2 separate regions of the Sus scrofa genome follow, and region 2 is linked to region 1. Evidence: chromatin contacts called from public Hi-C data. All regions are on one chromosome and are shown on one strand. Each heading gives the region's core, a stretch centred on a gene start, on an enhancer-like site or on the middle of the called end of the contact. The rest is flanking DNA. Distances are from core to core; before and after follow the strand shown.

Region 1 (2,837 bases), core at 260-2,759:
AAAGCATAAATATTTGGCTTCATCATGAGGCACTTTTTTTGCTCAAGTTATCTAGAACCCTTGGGTAAATCTGACATGGCCATGCAGGTAAGAAGCTATTCATCTATTTTCCAGTTACTAGGTTGCCTTGAGTGTTGCTTAAATAGAATGGAATAAACCATTGTTTCATTATCACGGAGAATACTCTTAATGTTTTTCTTATTCAGAGCAGGTTAATCAGTTCCACCCTAAGAAGCCAAGTTGAGAGTTTAAATTCAGATTTGACTAACATTTATTAAGCACCATCCAAATGCCAGATATCTTACTAGTGGATTTTAATAAACTATATATATATATATATATATAATTACAATACTATTATGTATTCGATCATTACATAAACCTTGCAAGGTAGCAGACATTCTTCCTGGGGTGAAATTCTGCTTTTGTCTAGGTCAAGAAATGAATAGTAATCTTAGGTACCATTTATTTAGCTCTTACCTAGTTCTGGACACTGGTGCAAGCAGTTTTGCCTATATTGTCTTATTTAATCTACATGGTAACCTTTTGAGATGGATGTTGTCAAATCCAGTTTCACCAACGTGGAACCTGTCTCTGGTCAAGAGGAGTGGAGTAATTTCCTCAAGATTATATGGTGGGTGTTGGGGACACTGTGCTCCAGAAATCCAACACAATTCTCCAGGTCCTCCTTTCTCCACCCTGTGGTGTGGTGGTGCATCACAGCAGGCAGCTCTGCCTCGGTGGCTGATTGTTGCTCATACTTGACCTCTTAGCCTCAAGAGGGCTTTGTGCATGTTTCAATGGTACCATTTCTGCTGATGTGTAAGGCAGAGGCTTCATGGCATAGTTCCTGATGCCAGGTCACTAGAGGATGAAGAATAGCCTTAAAGAGTACAACTGGGAGTTCCCGTCGTGGTGCAGTGGTTAACGAATCCGACTAGGAACCATGAGGTTGCGGGTTCGATCCCTGCCCTTGCTCAGTGGGTTAACGATCCGGTGTTGCCGTGAACTGTGGTGTAGGTTGCAGACATGGCTCGGATCCTGCGTTGCTGTGGCTCTGGTGTAGGCCAGTGGCTACAGCTCTGATTCGACCCCTAGCCTGGGAACCTCCATATGCCGCGGGAGCGGCCCAAGAAATAGCAAAAAAAAAAAAGAGTACAACTGACTTTCCCTACGAAGGGGGTATACTGATGTTGATGGGTGGCAGTCACCTCCTTTTTCTGCAGCTGTTCCTTCTCTAGATCTCTCCTTAAACATAAAGAAGAAATAAGCCACTTTAAGATGGAAAACTCACAGACACATTTTTAAACATCTATTACTCAGAGTGTTCATCCCTCCATTCCAGAGAATCAGCTAGAATTTGATACATGCAAAGGAGAATCAAGAAGTGAAAATCCAAGAAATATAAAGTGATCAACCTGTGGAAATTCCCTGAAACTAAGTAGGGGACACAGACTAACCCAGTGGCAGTTGGCTCATTCTCAGCTAGATTCCTAGGGCAAAGTGTTTCTTTGCTTCATAAGCTGTGGGGCTGAGCAAATAGTGAAAGCAGACAAAGTGCAGTGTTTTGGCTTTTCCATTTCACCTTTCCAGAATCCTAATTGAGAATATTACGAATTCTATAGACCCAGATCATTCTGCAGTTGGTTGCTGAAATATTTGCACTGTATTTGTCTGGATCCAAGTGGTGACCAAGGGTGCTTATAGACCAAGTTCCCAATGGGAATTGATCATTTTCTCTTCGGTGAGCTTCAAGAAATTAGCTTTTAATCTCATTTACGGGCTTTATCATATTCTACCAGTATGTATTTGTGGAAGTGCCTATTTATGTATTTATTGTGAAGTCTTTCTCTTGCAGCAGCTACTTAATAAACTAAGTAGGAAAAATATCTACTTCTCGCTGGCCTTTTAATACAGGTCTTTTGGGATTCTGAGAACCAGTGTTCTTTCATAGCTTGTCTTGGAGGAAAACTGAAAGGTAAAAAGAATTTAGTTGAGCGCATTGACATGGATCTAGAACTCAAGAGCAGTTACTTACTAAAAACTCAGCTTGGAATCCATGTTCACTCATGATCTTTTTTATCTGTCATTCATTTTGCAAAGAAAGAGCCGGGGATATCTTCTTCCTCCCTTCTCGCTCCTTGTTTTCATGCAGAAAGCATGTTGCCAAAAGACCTTCACTCTCTTGTGACAGGAAGCTCATAAAACTGCATTAAAGAATTTAGCTTGGGGGGAAAGCTACTCCGACACCATCTAACTAGTGCCTTTGATTTCGAATATGCTGTTTTCCTGCAAATGGTTGGAACAGGTCAGGCATTTCATTTTACAGTTGAGATCTGCGTCATCAGACGTTGGTGAGTGTGATCCCACCTTGAATTCTGGGGCCACATAGATTGTCTTGATTTTGATGAATAAAAATGCTGGATAGGAAAGAAAGAAGGATGAACAAGGTTTTGGTTGACTCTAACCCTGGGGAAGAAACTGGGCCTATCTTGGCTCAGAGACCCATCCAGCATGAAACAGATATAAAGCTATACCTGTTATATGCTTTTGCATATTTTTAAGTGAGCACATGACATAAGAAAATGTGCTTTGAGCTTTTTAGAATGAAGTAGTAAAAGAATTCGAGGTTTTATTTATAATCATTTACTAATATCTTCCTTTGGGGAATAGGTTCATGTTTTGTCTTACTGTTTCCTTTAACCTATTTTGATTGTTTCTATGATATGCAATGAAACATAAGGGATAAGAAAACAGAGTTTAAATATGTGCTTGTTTTACTGCTGAATTAGGAAAGCCCTGGCATCAGCTAGCATTAGGTTAAATGTTTAACAATT
Region 2 (2,744 bases), core at 174-2,673, 180 kb after region 1:
TTCATTCTGAGATTCTTACACTATTTGCTCAAATACACAAAGCAGCACGTAAGATGACATGGAATACAATCATTCTGTTTCTGTTGACAGAAATCTTTAAGTTCTTTTTTTATAGGTATCTTCCCCACCACTTCCTTAAGACAAACATGGATCCAGCAAACTGAATACTGGGTTTGAGATTTTGTAAGTATGGAAACAAACACTTATATTTCATTCTTTTTTTAATTGTCAGTATTAAAAGTAGTACTTGTCAAGAAGACCTAATTTGTCCCTGTTTTAGTTTTAGGATCATATTGCCTTTGAGTGAATTTTTGATGAAACTTAAAAAATCTGGGGTAGTGTTTCTGGCTCTCTAGGGCTGTAGAAGTTAATAAGATTTTAGTATTCTATTTTCCCTTCATCAGTCTTGGACAAGATTGCTTCCTCTTTTCAGCATAGCAACATTTTTGCCCCACGGAGGATATTGGTCTCACTGGAGAAACCCTGGGGTTATATTTTTCAGAGATGGAGATGGTTCAATAATAGACATATCCTTAAACCAACTATTCAAGATGTTTGTGATTAATCATCAATTCTTTCAAAGGCCCTCAGGAAAATAAGGGTTAGGATAGCATTTGTTTCTTTAGATATAGTAAAAGTAGTTTTTCTTGTCCTTGTCTTTGTTTGTTTGTTTTTTTTTTTTTTTTTTGGTCTTTTTGCCTTTTCTAGGGCTGCTCCCATGGCATATGAAGGTTCCCAGGCTAGGGGTCTAATCGGAGCTGTAGCTGCCAGTCTATGCCAGAGCCAGAGCAACATGGGATCTGAGCTGCGCCTGCAACCTACACCATAGCTCACGGCAACGCCGGATCATTAACCCACTGAGCAAGGCCAGGGATCGAACCCGCAACCTCATGGTTCCTAGTCGGATTCGTTAACCACTGCGCCACGACGGGAACTCCTGTCCTTTTCTTAAAATTCTTAAATTTACTTGTTATATCTTGCCAAGTCTAAGAATAACATCCAGTGCAGAAGTGAGAATGGTGGTCAAAATAGTGCTCTTGATTATTTAATCCCCAAATTAAAACATTTGGAGTTTAATTTTTCTTTTCTTTTCTTTTTTTTTTTTTAATTTAAGAGAGCTTCATTACAAGTGGAAAAAGAAAAAAAGAGAACTTGTCCTGTACCTCTCCTGCCCCTCCCCCTAAAACAAACTTAAAATTTCTACCCTCTCTTCTCTCATCCATACTCTCCCTTTATATCCTCTATTCAGACCTGGATACATCATGTGGGTTTGTCTCTATTTCTATAGGAACCACATCAAAACCCACTTGTGAGACAGGGGAACGGTCAAATGGAAAGTTTCTGCTTGTTTTTACCCAGGAGCCGTAACCAGACTCTGCCTGTGTTTTTAACCTCTGCTCCATAGATTCTCCTGTGTGCTCTGACCCCTTTTATGCTCTGAACTGACTTTTGACCCTTGCAAGCCGTTGAGAGTCAATATGTGCTTCTACTGCTTACAGCTCACAGGTTCAGATCCACCTTGACTTACAGGTCCTGAGCCCCTTTCTGAGTTGGACCGACTTCTACATCTTTTTCCCATCTTAGGTTCTTAGCCTTGTCTCAGCTATCCTTGTGATCTTCTGGACATGACCAGTATTATTTCTTCTTTAAAAGGTTATGAGCAAGCAGTTATGCTATGTCAGAAATTTCAAAAGTTTAGAGGGTATAGAATAACATTTCTGGTTCCAATGAAAGCTTAACAATAAAATTAAATCAACACATTTAATTGTGTGCATAGTGCTTACAGTGCTAGCGATAACATTTTAATATTAAGCTATTCATTTAAATGAAAATAATAATATTTCTATACAGCTAAAATAAATAAGACAATCTGGAAAGTAGTTCAGAGATAGGAAAATACAAGTCTGTTACTTTAGGCTTTCTCTTCTCTTGATCAGTTTCTTCTTCCCTAAATACCAAGGTATTTTTTTTACAGATAGTTGCTACCCATATTCAAGCATTTACCTTGAAAACTTCTCAAGACAAGACAAGAAACCATTATCTGCTATAAATTTCCTAAAGCTGAGAAGGGTAAACAAGTTAGCCAAAGATTAAAGCATTAAATTTGAATTGTGCTGAGTTTAGTTTTTAGAGAAAGAAAGGGAGGGAGAGAGGGGAAAGAAGTCCTCTTAGAGGAATCCATTTAGATGATTAGAAAGCTTAAAATTGGCAGCTGATAATGAAGAAGGAAAAGAAATAGCCTGACTGTTGGAAAATTTTGGTTTAATTAAATCTGTTTTCAAAAGTAAGTTTTTATTTTTTATTATAATTCCAAATTATTATTCAAAGATTAGAAAATACCAAGGCAAAAAGGAAAAATGTCATGTAGAGACTACTGCTGTTGTGGGGGAATTTTAACCATAAGAGGTAACTAAAGGAGGAGTGACATTCCACAGGGAAATCAGAAGGCAGTTCAAAGTAGCAGAGCCCCCAAATAGCCACATTTCCACAACACTGTAATATTATCATTTAATCAGATTGCTTTCCTAAAACCAGCTTTAAAAATGGCAGTGTGGAAATAATTTTGGTACGTGAACAGAGTATAGGATTAGGAATTTTTATGGAGAGAACCATGCATGTTCCAAAGAGAGGGAGCCCTGAACCTGGAGCAGTGAAACCAAATTTCCTCTGCTTGGAAATATTGCTTATTACTGTCAGCCTTGCTCACTTTCCTCTTAGACACTCAGACATTTAACGCTTTTCAA

What was found. Hi-C and Micro-C count contacts between places; a contact is called where the count stands out from the background.
Region 2: a Hi-C map of liver shows a contact between it and region 1, with 7 times the contacts expected there. The contact joins two enhancer-like sites. A contact is called at or near these places in 4 of 47 Hi-C or Micro-C datasets (fetal skeletal muscle, liver and skeletal muscle).

Annotation. Positions count from the first base shown.
Region 1 is chr8:68,103,447-68,106,283 of Sscrofa11.1, forward strand. All of the region lies in intron 11 of SLC4A4 (solute carrier family 4, sodium bicarbonate cotransporter, member 4), which reads left to right. Among named protein-coding and RNA genes, the nearest start is that of SLC4A4, 140 kb to the left of the region's middle. Within about 2 kb of position 1,510, at least 1 of the 83 cell types and tissues checked has an H3K27ac peak or open chromatin away from gene starts, as enhancers often do. A contact at or near this core is called in liver, where this site is marked.
Region 2 is chr8:68,285,663-68,288,406 of Sscrofa11.1, forward strand. No RefSeq gene overlaps it. Among named protein-coding and RNA genes, the nearest start is that of GC, 73 kb to the right of the region's middle. Within about 2 kb of position 1,424, at least 4 of the 83 cell types and tissues checked have an H3K27ac peak or open chromatin away from gene starts, as enhancers often do. A contact at or near this core is called in liver, where this site is marked.